2 separate regions of the Mus musculus genome follow, and region 1 is linked to region 2. Evidence: chromatin contacts called from public promoter capture Hi-C data. All regions are on one chromosome and are shown on one strand. Each heading gives the region's core, a stretch centred on a gene start, on an enhancer-like site or on the middle of the called end of the contact. The rest is flanking DNA. Distances are from core to core; before and after follow the strand shown. Region 1 holds the start of Ttc3 (tetratricopeptide repeat domain 3). Region 2 holds the start of Ifnar1 (interferon (alpha and beta) receptor 1).

Region 1 (4,514 bases), core at 484-2,983, 2.9 Mb before region 2:
TCACAATTTTATATCACTTTGGTTAAAAACAAATACTATGTATTGTTTATATATTCACCATTACCAAATTATAAGTTATGCATGGAAATGATACACACAAACCTGAACACAGTGGCTATCTCTAGGTAAGGAGGGGCTCAAACTCTCAGCATCTCCAAAAATGTTTAAGCTTTTTTTTGTTTGTTTTTGTTTTTGTTTGTTTTGGAGAATCTGAAGTAAATTTGGCAAAAAAATAAATATATAACAAACAAAATGGCCTGATTTGGTTAGATCTACCTGTGTTTAATCTCTAAGTATTCCAGAAATTAAAAGAGAAAAAAGGAAAATTAAGCAACAATAAGAAAACCGAGCAGGAGAGAAAGACAATCCGCAGCCCTTGAGCGCAAAGCACAAACCCCTGACAAGCACAGTAGTGGCAATTGAATCCCTAGGAGAGTTTTACCGTATAACAAACCCATTTTTCTTAAAATAAAATACACATTTCTTGAAAGAACGTGTTCTAACTAGAGCTGTGGTTGTGAGAAAACTGCCCCGGAGAGAGCAGTAAAACCTGTATGATTTCAACCCTGTTCCCTTGATCCCTCGCCAGAGTCCAGAGCTTTAAAAGGCTGCTATAAACACCCTGCAATACCCAGTGTTAGCCATCGCCTGGTGAGAGGCACAAGCACAAACGGTGGAAAGAATTTGCAAACTGAAGGACGTCTGGAAACTACAAGCTTCTGAGAAAGGTACCGTGCAGTGGTACCGACACACCCTCGGCTTCATTTTGGTCCTTTGTCCCCCCACCCCCCTAGTCTGTCCCCTCCCCAATAGGAGATGGCAGCCCAGGCCTCAGTGACGTCGCCAGCACTGCGGAGCAGCAGCCCTGCGCAGGCGTAGGAAAAGGCTGCAGGTGGGGAGGTGGGGTGGGGGGCAGCTCTGCGTCCCTCCCGGGTCCTCCCAGAAACGGGGGTGGGGGTGGGGGGGAGAGGCGCGCACACACAGACCAGGGGCAGCGCGCACGCGCGTCACCGCAATTCCAACCCCGCGCACGCCACAGGGCCCCTACACAGCGCACCTTTGGGGACCCTCGAGGACGCACGCGCGCGCCTGCCACTGCAGCCTGCCGCAGCGGCGGGTGGGCGGGCGCGCGCGGGTGCTGAGGAGGGGGCGCGCACACCACAGGGAAGGCAGTGACAAAGGTGGGAGGGGAACCACCATCCTCAGAGGATGAGAAGGACGCCCACGCCGTCGTAGGGAAGGGAGAGCGTAGGAACAAAGCGGGCCAGCCGCAGACCCAGAGGCGCGTCCCCGAGCGCTCGGAACGCGGGAACGGGTACCTGACCCGGGATGTCACCCGCACGCCAGGCGACGCGCACACAAAAGACCCCCCTTCTACCGTTAAGGACGCCCGAGGGTCACTGGACAAAGGGAACACACCCACAAGGGCAAGGGCGGCCACACCCCCTCAGCGCGCGGGCGCTCGGCGAGACGCGCGGCGACGCGCACACCCACACTCACCACACACCCACGGAGGGAGGTGTGGAGCGCCCCGATGCCCGGGCATCTCGGCTGCGGCGGGACGCGCAGACGCTTCCGTGAGCCCCGCCGCGCGCAGGGTCTGCACTCACCCGGGCCCGCAGCCCGCGAGCCTCAGACGCGGGCTGCCGACGCCTCCGGCCCTCCACGTCAACCAGACCCGCAGAGCGAACGCTCCGCGGCTCCTGAGGCGGGCGGGTCACGTGGCTTAGGGTGCGCATGCGCAGTCGCCGCGTCGCCCCCTCAGCTCGGTGGGGTGGGTGGTGAGACCGTGCTAGCCCCCTCGCTGCGGTCGCGGTGCGCCTGCGCCAAGCGGCGGGGGCGCCTGCCAGCCTCTGCTTTTCCTCAGGTTTTTTTTTTTTTTTAATTTCCGCCCACGCTGCGGGGGTAGCTGAGCCGCGCCTGCGCATTGGACTGAGTGGGGCTGAAGGGTGGGGACGGGTGGGCGTCGGTGCTCGCAGGACTCAAGGTCCCGGGCCTCCTGTTTCCTCTGAGCCTCACGAAGGCTGGGACAGGGCCCATCATGAGAGGGCAGGACTCGGGGCCTCTGTCCAGCCCGGGCCCCTTCCTCGCCTCAGAGGGTCCGAGGTGCGCATTTTCCCCGCAGCGCGCGCTCCCGCCGCCCCCTCAGCTGCAGTGGCGCGCGCGCGCGAACATCCGCAGTGGCTGTGTCCGCAGCAAGCGATGAGATTATGTAACAGACCATTGGTGAAGGGGGGCGGGGGGAGATGTCTGACGACGATTGTGTTCCTTTTCCACAGATTGTCTAAAGCCACAGGGAAGATGGTGGAAAATTCACCGTCGCCATTGCCAGAAAGAGCGATTTATGGCTTTGTTCTTTTCCTAAGCTCACAATTTGGCTTCAGTAAGTACTGGAATGATGGATGGCCAAGGCCCTTAATGGTATTGAGAACCAGGAAATAATGTGTTTGTCCTTAGAACGTACACACATGAACTGTTGATTCTTTCTACCTGTGTCTCTTCACGAGTCCTAAAAGGGGTACCGTTTGTTTGCTCAGTTTATGTATGCAGTTCTAGATGAACTCTCCAATATTTATTTAGCACTAGGCTTGATGCTAATGTGAATAAAACCTGGCCCCAATCCTTGAGGTCATAGTCATGTGGAGAAGCATAGTAAACCCACAGTTCAGAGAGCATGATGAGTGCCCTGGAAGAGCCTTGGAAGGTTTAGAAATTGGGGTTAGCTACCTCCAGGCCACTCCCTGGCAGTTCTATCAGAATAAGTCAGGAAGGACCATGGATAGAGTCTCTGAGTGAAGGCCTGTGAAGGTTTGGAAGTGAGATGCTTATAGCTCCAGGATAGCATGCTGTAGCTGAAGAGTGAAGATAATGGGCCAGAGAAGTCAGGTGTAAGAATGTACCCTTAACGTCTGGGATCTGCATTAATGCCCACAATGTTCCATTTTGTAGATGAGGCCACTGAGGCTTACAAAACAAAACAAAACAAAAACAAAGAACAAAAACAAACTTAATATGACCAACTCAACAAACAGAACCAAAGTCCCTCTTCAAATAGTTTGGAAGATATGAGGCAATCAAGTGGTAGAAAATTGAATGCCCACAATCCAACCTGGTCCTTGATAGAAATCAGAATGTCTATGTGGAGGTATCCTTCCCAATTCTTAAGTGAAAAGTACTAGCTTAGCTGTAGTGTAGTGGGATGAAGAAGCTACAGTTACTGGCTCTTTCGTGGAATCATTGTTTGGCCTGAGAGCTTTGTGTTTTGCATGAAGTGAACCTGTGAAGTAGGTGCTGCCTTGCTTCCTCAGTTTAAAGATGGGAATACTGAATTTAAGTAACTTGATCAAAGCCAAATAGCAACAGGACTGGAATTAGAACAGGTATACTGGCAGACTTCACTCTACTGAAGTCCTTTGACTCTTGTATTAACTTGGGTAATTTATGCAAAGAAGCTGCTTAATAAACATTAGCTGCCCTTTATTTCTATAAATTACTATTCAAAGAGGATTTTAAGGATTGGAATCTACAAGCATGTTAGATAAACCAAAACCTAATTGAAGAATTTACTGAGCACTTACTATGTATCAGACAGTGTTAGAGGCCAGGGAAAGGTAAAATAACCAAACCTTGTCTGCCTTCATTTGAGCTTTCTGCATACTTGGAGACGACAGATAAGTAAAACATATCCAGGAAGCAAAACAGGGATAGGGTGGAGGAGATTAAGGAGCAGGAAGAGCCCTCCTCATGTGCTGTGCTGCTGTGTGCTATCTTTTAATACTACAACTTACCATGCAGAAAGGAAAAGATCTCTGTAAGCATCTTTGTTCGGCACCAGAAGCTTACAGAAAGCACAAACCATCTCTTCAGGAGTTACTGTATTCCAGTCTTGGCATACAAAGCTCTGTAACACTTCATTCTTAAGACAAAACCCACCACTGCTGATGTAGCCTGAAACCTGTCTCCACCACTTCCTTTGTACAAATGAGTCCTTTCTTGTGTATAAAAATATACATGTGCGTCTCAGGACTGTTTTGAGGATTAAACGAGTTAGTCCATGTGGAGAAGTTTAGAATCTATTGTTAAAACACGGAGACAGCAGAAAAGGAGCCTACAAGACTGGGTATTGGTAGAAAGAAGATTGTACATAGACAGTCAGAACCAGAGGTGACAAGTTCCCTTTAAGCAACTACTTCTTAAGTAATTACTTCTTCCCTATGGAGAAACAATGAGCATGTAAAATGCAGGAGCAAATTCTAGCAATAAGTTCCTAAGAAATATGTCCATAGACTTTTTTTAAATTATCATTAAATTTGCTTACAATTCAAATGATATCCCCCTTCCCCGTTACCCCTCCACAAATCCCCCATCCCATCCCTCCTCTCTCCCCTCCCCTTTGCCTCTATGAGGGTGCTCCCCCACCCACTCACCCACTCCTGCCTCACCACTCTAGCATCCCCCTATGCTGGGGCATCAAGCCTCCACAGGACCAAGGACCTTCCCTCCTAATCATGTCG
Region 2 (4,703 bases), core at 1,217-3,716:
ACAGTTATGACAACGTTTAACAAGATAGGCCCGATAAGATGATAAAAATAAATATGGCACACTGTGATTACAGTGGAGTTGGGGTGACAAGGGACATTATTAGACAAATAAGAGGGTTTCTAGAATATAATAATCTCTATGATTTCACTGGTTATCTGGACATCCTGGACAAAGGGAAGATCCCCATCCCAGGGAGGACAGCGAGGTTTCATCACCATACTGCAAATGGCATACAGCTGAAACATGAGGTACACAGACCTCTGTCATTGCTTTATCTAGCTGTATCGAGCCTTTATTAATATATAATGCCTTGTCTCTCATAGCCTTAATTGTGTGGGTTAGACACTTCCAAAGAAGCTACATCACGATAGGACACTTCAAGCAAGGACCATAGTTAGACAGCTTCTTCCTCCAATAGGAGTGAGAGCTCAGGCCCATCTGCACCTCAGGCACGAGGAGGCTTGGGAAAAAGGCTGCTCCAGAGCCTTCAGAAACAAGTGCCACTGCTGGTCGTTTGAATCTACCAGTCATGGTTTGAATATGCTTGGCCCAGGGAGTGGCATTATTTGGAGGTGTGGTCTTCCAACTGTGGGCGTGGGCTTAAGACCCTCACCCTAGCTTCCTGGAAGCCAGTCTTCCATTAACCACCTTCAGATGAAGACGTAGAACTCTCAGCTCTGCCTGCACCATGTCTGCCTAGATGCTGCCCTGCTCCTCCCTTGATGATAATGGACTGAACCTCTCAACCTGTAAGCCAGCTCCAATTAAATGTTGTCTTTTATAAGACTTGCCTTGGTCATGGTGTCTGTTCACAGCGGTAAAACCCTAACTGAGACACTAACCTAACACTTCAAGGACAAGTAGGTAGAGAATAGACCTGTGACTCTTCCGAGAACAGGCCCCCTTACTCCTTTAACATGTATGTCTCACATTTCAGAATAAATTTTTTAATTTCACTGCAAAGCAGAGTCACTCCTTTGTGTTAAAATGTGATGTAAAGTCCTTTTTGTGTGACACTGATGCAACCATGCCTGCTTATCAAGGCAAGTTTTTTAAAGACTTTCTGTATGTGTATACGTGTTCTGCCTGCACATTTGTGTGTGCACCACATGTGCCCCATAGCCAAGGAAGTCAGAAAAGTGTATTCCAATCCCCTGGAACAAAGCAGGATTTAGGGAAGGTTGCAAGTCACCAACTGTGTGCTGGGAACCAATCCAGGTCCCTCTGCAAGAGCAATAAGTGCTCTTACCTGTGAGCCGCCTCTCCAGCCCGAACGAGGCTTTAACTTTAAAAAGTGTCCTTTAACGCTATGTCTGGCTCCACTGTTATCTCCTGTTTTGAAAACTTCTGCCTCAGACTATCATGTCATGTCGCCTGTCAAGCTTCTACTCCAGAGGGTTACAGAACTGCCTCTAGTTACATCCTATGTAAGAGGATGCATCTGAGATGTCTGAATTTCTTTCTTTTCAGCCACCAGGAGCTATCCATCAAGTCTCCCCACTCTGAGTTGTCAGTTTCTCAGTGCTGTCTATGCTAAGTGCACACTACCACTGAGCCACACTTCCAGTACCACCAACGGAGTCTTTGATGTCATCCCTAAACTGACTCTATCCTGTTATCCGTATCCTCTTAGCTTGATCTCCAGTCCAACTGTTGGGATTTACTGATTCTGTGCAGAAAGAGCAGCAAATGTGCTCATGAGATTAACAAAAGACCCAAGAGCATTTGTAGCAGTTACAGTATTCTGTTCATAATAGTCTTTTTCCGATTTACTGTATATGTGTGACCACTTTGCCTGCATGTACATCATGCACGTCTAGCCAGAAATGGGCCATCTTCGGGGTGAGACTTGGGGCAATCACTTACTTCCCAGATATACAGATTTCTAAGAGGAATCAGAACTTTCCTCCAGGAGTGAGGCTAGGTCGTCTTTTTTAGGTTCCTCACATCACTATGAAAACTCTTGTCTCTCCCCTTAGTGGGCATTCTCCCGATGTAACTAGCCCAGTGGTTTCCTGGTTTTGACTTCGGGCCGGTTAGGGGGCCTCTCACCTCACTCCTCTCAGCCCGGGACAAACCGCACTAGGCTGGGAGCGCATTTCTGCTGCTGTCTGGTCTCCCGCCCACCAGCAGCCCTGAGGCTCGGCCCGGGTAGCGTCCTCAGGCTGAAGAGCGGCGCAGGGGGCGGGCGTCGCGGACTCTGGTCACCCGCGCCCAGCTCTCCCTCCATGGTGCCCGGCCCTCGCACAGGCCCCTCGGCTCACCTGCAGCTGAGGGTAGCACCCAAGGCGCCCCGGCCACCAGCACCAGGGCCGCCGCGCCCACGACAGCGAGCATCGTCTTGGGAGGCCGGGCGGCGGCTCACATTCTCCTCCTTCTCCTCAGCAGCACCGCGGAGCTGGAGACTACCTCTGGGCAGCTAGGCCCTCCGCGACGCCCCGCCCCCTCCAGCGCCCCGCCCCTTCCGTGAACGCCCCCGCCCCTCCACCCAGCACAGCTTCTCCGCTGACGCCACGCTCTCTCCGCGAGCAAGCGGCTCGGAAAGTACCGGGCGCGGTCCAGTCAAGGCCTGGGGACTTTGAGGTCCCTGCCACGCTCCGCCCCCACTTCCGGAAAGACTGCCCAGCATTGTCCTTAGACTCCTGAGAGGAAAGCGGGGTGCAGTCAGTGCGCCTGCGCAGCCCCTCCTCCTTCCGGGCTCAGCTTCCTGTTTTTGTCCGGAGGGGGTTCGGAGGCGTTGCCCCGGGGGTTACTAGTCCACTGGCTCGAATCCTGGTGTGGGGATCCCTGGAGGCCGTGGATCAAATGACTCTGGGACCTGGAAGGCGCCGGCAACACTTTTATCTCAACTGCACAAGATCTTTATACTTGATTCCCTGATTTTGTGGGATGGTTTGCTGTTGTGACTCGCTCAATCTTTGGGTTTTGAATTATGCAGCGTTTGGATCTTTTGTCTAATAATGTGGTTTTAGGCTGGTTTTATGTGTATGAGTGTTTTGCATGCATGCATGCATGCATATATGTGCACCGTACATATATGCGTGCCTGGTACCCATGGAGGCCAGTAGAGCGCAGATACCCTGGTATTAAAGTTACTGATCTTCCGAGCTACCATGTTTGTACGCCAGTCCTCTGCACGTGCCCTTAAACCACTGAGCCCTCTCTCTACCCCCTTAACTCCGTCTCTGTCTGATTACTATCTTATAAAGAAACTTATTTGTTGGGCCGGGCGTGGTGGCGCACGCCTTTAATCCCAGCACTCGGGAGGCGGAGGCAGGCGGATTTCTGAGTTCGAGGCCAGCCTGGTCTACAAAGTGAGCTCCAGGACAGCCAGGCCTATACAGAGAAACCCTGTCACGAAAAACCAAAAAAAGAAAAAAAAAAAAAAAAAAGTAAGAAACTTATTTGTTATGCCGGGCGTGGTGGCACATGCCTTTAATCCCAGCACTTGGGAGGCAGAGGCAGGCGGTTTCTGAGTTCGAGGCCAGCCTGGACTAGAGAGTGAGTTCCAGGACAGCCAAGGCTCCACACACAAACCCTGTCTCAAAAAAAAAAAAAAGAGTTCCTCTCTGCTTCCTCACCATCATTCGTCAGATTTCTTGTCAGCCATTCTGACTAGGGTGGGGTAGAATGGCAAAGCAGTGTCAGTGTGCATTTTGCTGGTGGCTCAGGACATTAAGTTCTTTAAAGATAGTTACTGGGTGCATATTTCAGCGTTTGAAAACTGTGTTCGATTTATTGGGCCATTTGTTCCTGGTAGATTCATTTCCTTATTTTCTGAAGTTCTTTATGAATTTGAGATATCAGAGCCTTGTCTGAGGTATAGCTGGACAGGCTTTTTGCCCATCCTGTAGCCTGTGTGATGCACAGATAGTCTCCCTTGATGTTCAGCTCTGTAACTTCATGAATCTACTAATCCCATCTGTTGAGACTTGGGGTTAGTTACCATTCAGAAAGTTCTTGCCTCCCCAGTGTCATGAACAGTATTTCCAGTGTTTTTGGCTACAAGCTTCAGGTTTTAAAGTCTTTGATCCACTGGCTGTTGTATAAAGTGAAAGCCATAACCTCATTCTTCTGCAGGTGGATGTCCAGTTTTGCCAGCACCATTTGTTGAATCCCCATGGTTTTGCCTCTTTTCTCTAGAGGCGGGGGGACACGGTTTGCCAGCTTATTTCCAGGTCCTCTGACCTGTTCCATTGGCCTTCCTGTCTGTTTTTATGCCAGTATTAGACTGTCTTTCTCTCTATACCTCTACCGTATAATTTGAAGGTATGTTTTATGTTAGGACTGCTTTGATTATTAGTAAGTTGTTTGTGGTTCCATATGAAGCCATAAATTATTTCTATTGCATTGGAAATATAATAATAGAATTTGATAAATATCCATTAAATCTATAGACAATTTTGGTAGTACAGACGTTTTCACATATTCTGCCAATTTGAGAGCAGGACAGACCTTTTCATTGTTTAATATCTTCATTGATTTCCTTTTTCAGTGTCTTGAAATTTTCTTTTTTTTTTTTTAAAGATTTATTTATTTATTACATGTAAGTACACTGTAGCTGTCTTCAGACACACCAGAAGAGGGCGTCAGATCTCGTTACAGATGGTTGTGAGCCACCATGTGGTTGCTGGGACTTGAACTCTGGACCTTCGGAAGAGCAGTCGGGTGCTCTTACCCACTGAGCCATCTCACCAGCCCCT

The links. Promoter capture Hi-C pulls out the DNA fragments that hold promoters and counts their contacts.
Region 1: a promoter capture Hi-C map of pre-B cells shows a contact between it and region 2, with 5 times the contacts expected there. The contact joins the promoter of Ttc3 here to the promoter of Ifnar1 in region 2.

What each region holds. Positions count from the first base shown.
Region 1 is chr16:94,367,958-94,372,471 of GRCm38.p6, reverse strand. Ttc3 (tetratricopeptide repeat domain 3) reads right to left here and starts at 1,733. Exons shown (of 46, transcript NM_009441.2): 1 at 1,611-1,733. It overlaps Pigp (phosphatidylinositol glycan anchor biosynthesis, class P), which reads left to right and starts at 1,922. Exons shown (of 5, transcript NM_001159618.1): 1 at 1,922-2,106; 2 at 2,280-2,383. The coding sequence starts at 2,042.
Region 2 is chr16:91,482,978-91,487,680 of GRCm38.p6, reverse strand. It overlaps Ifnar1 (interferon (alpha and beta) receptor 1), which reads right to left and starts at 2,466. Exons shown (of 11, transcript NM_010508.2): 1 at 2,265-2,466. The coding sequence starts at 2,337.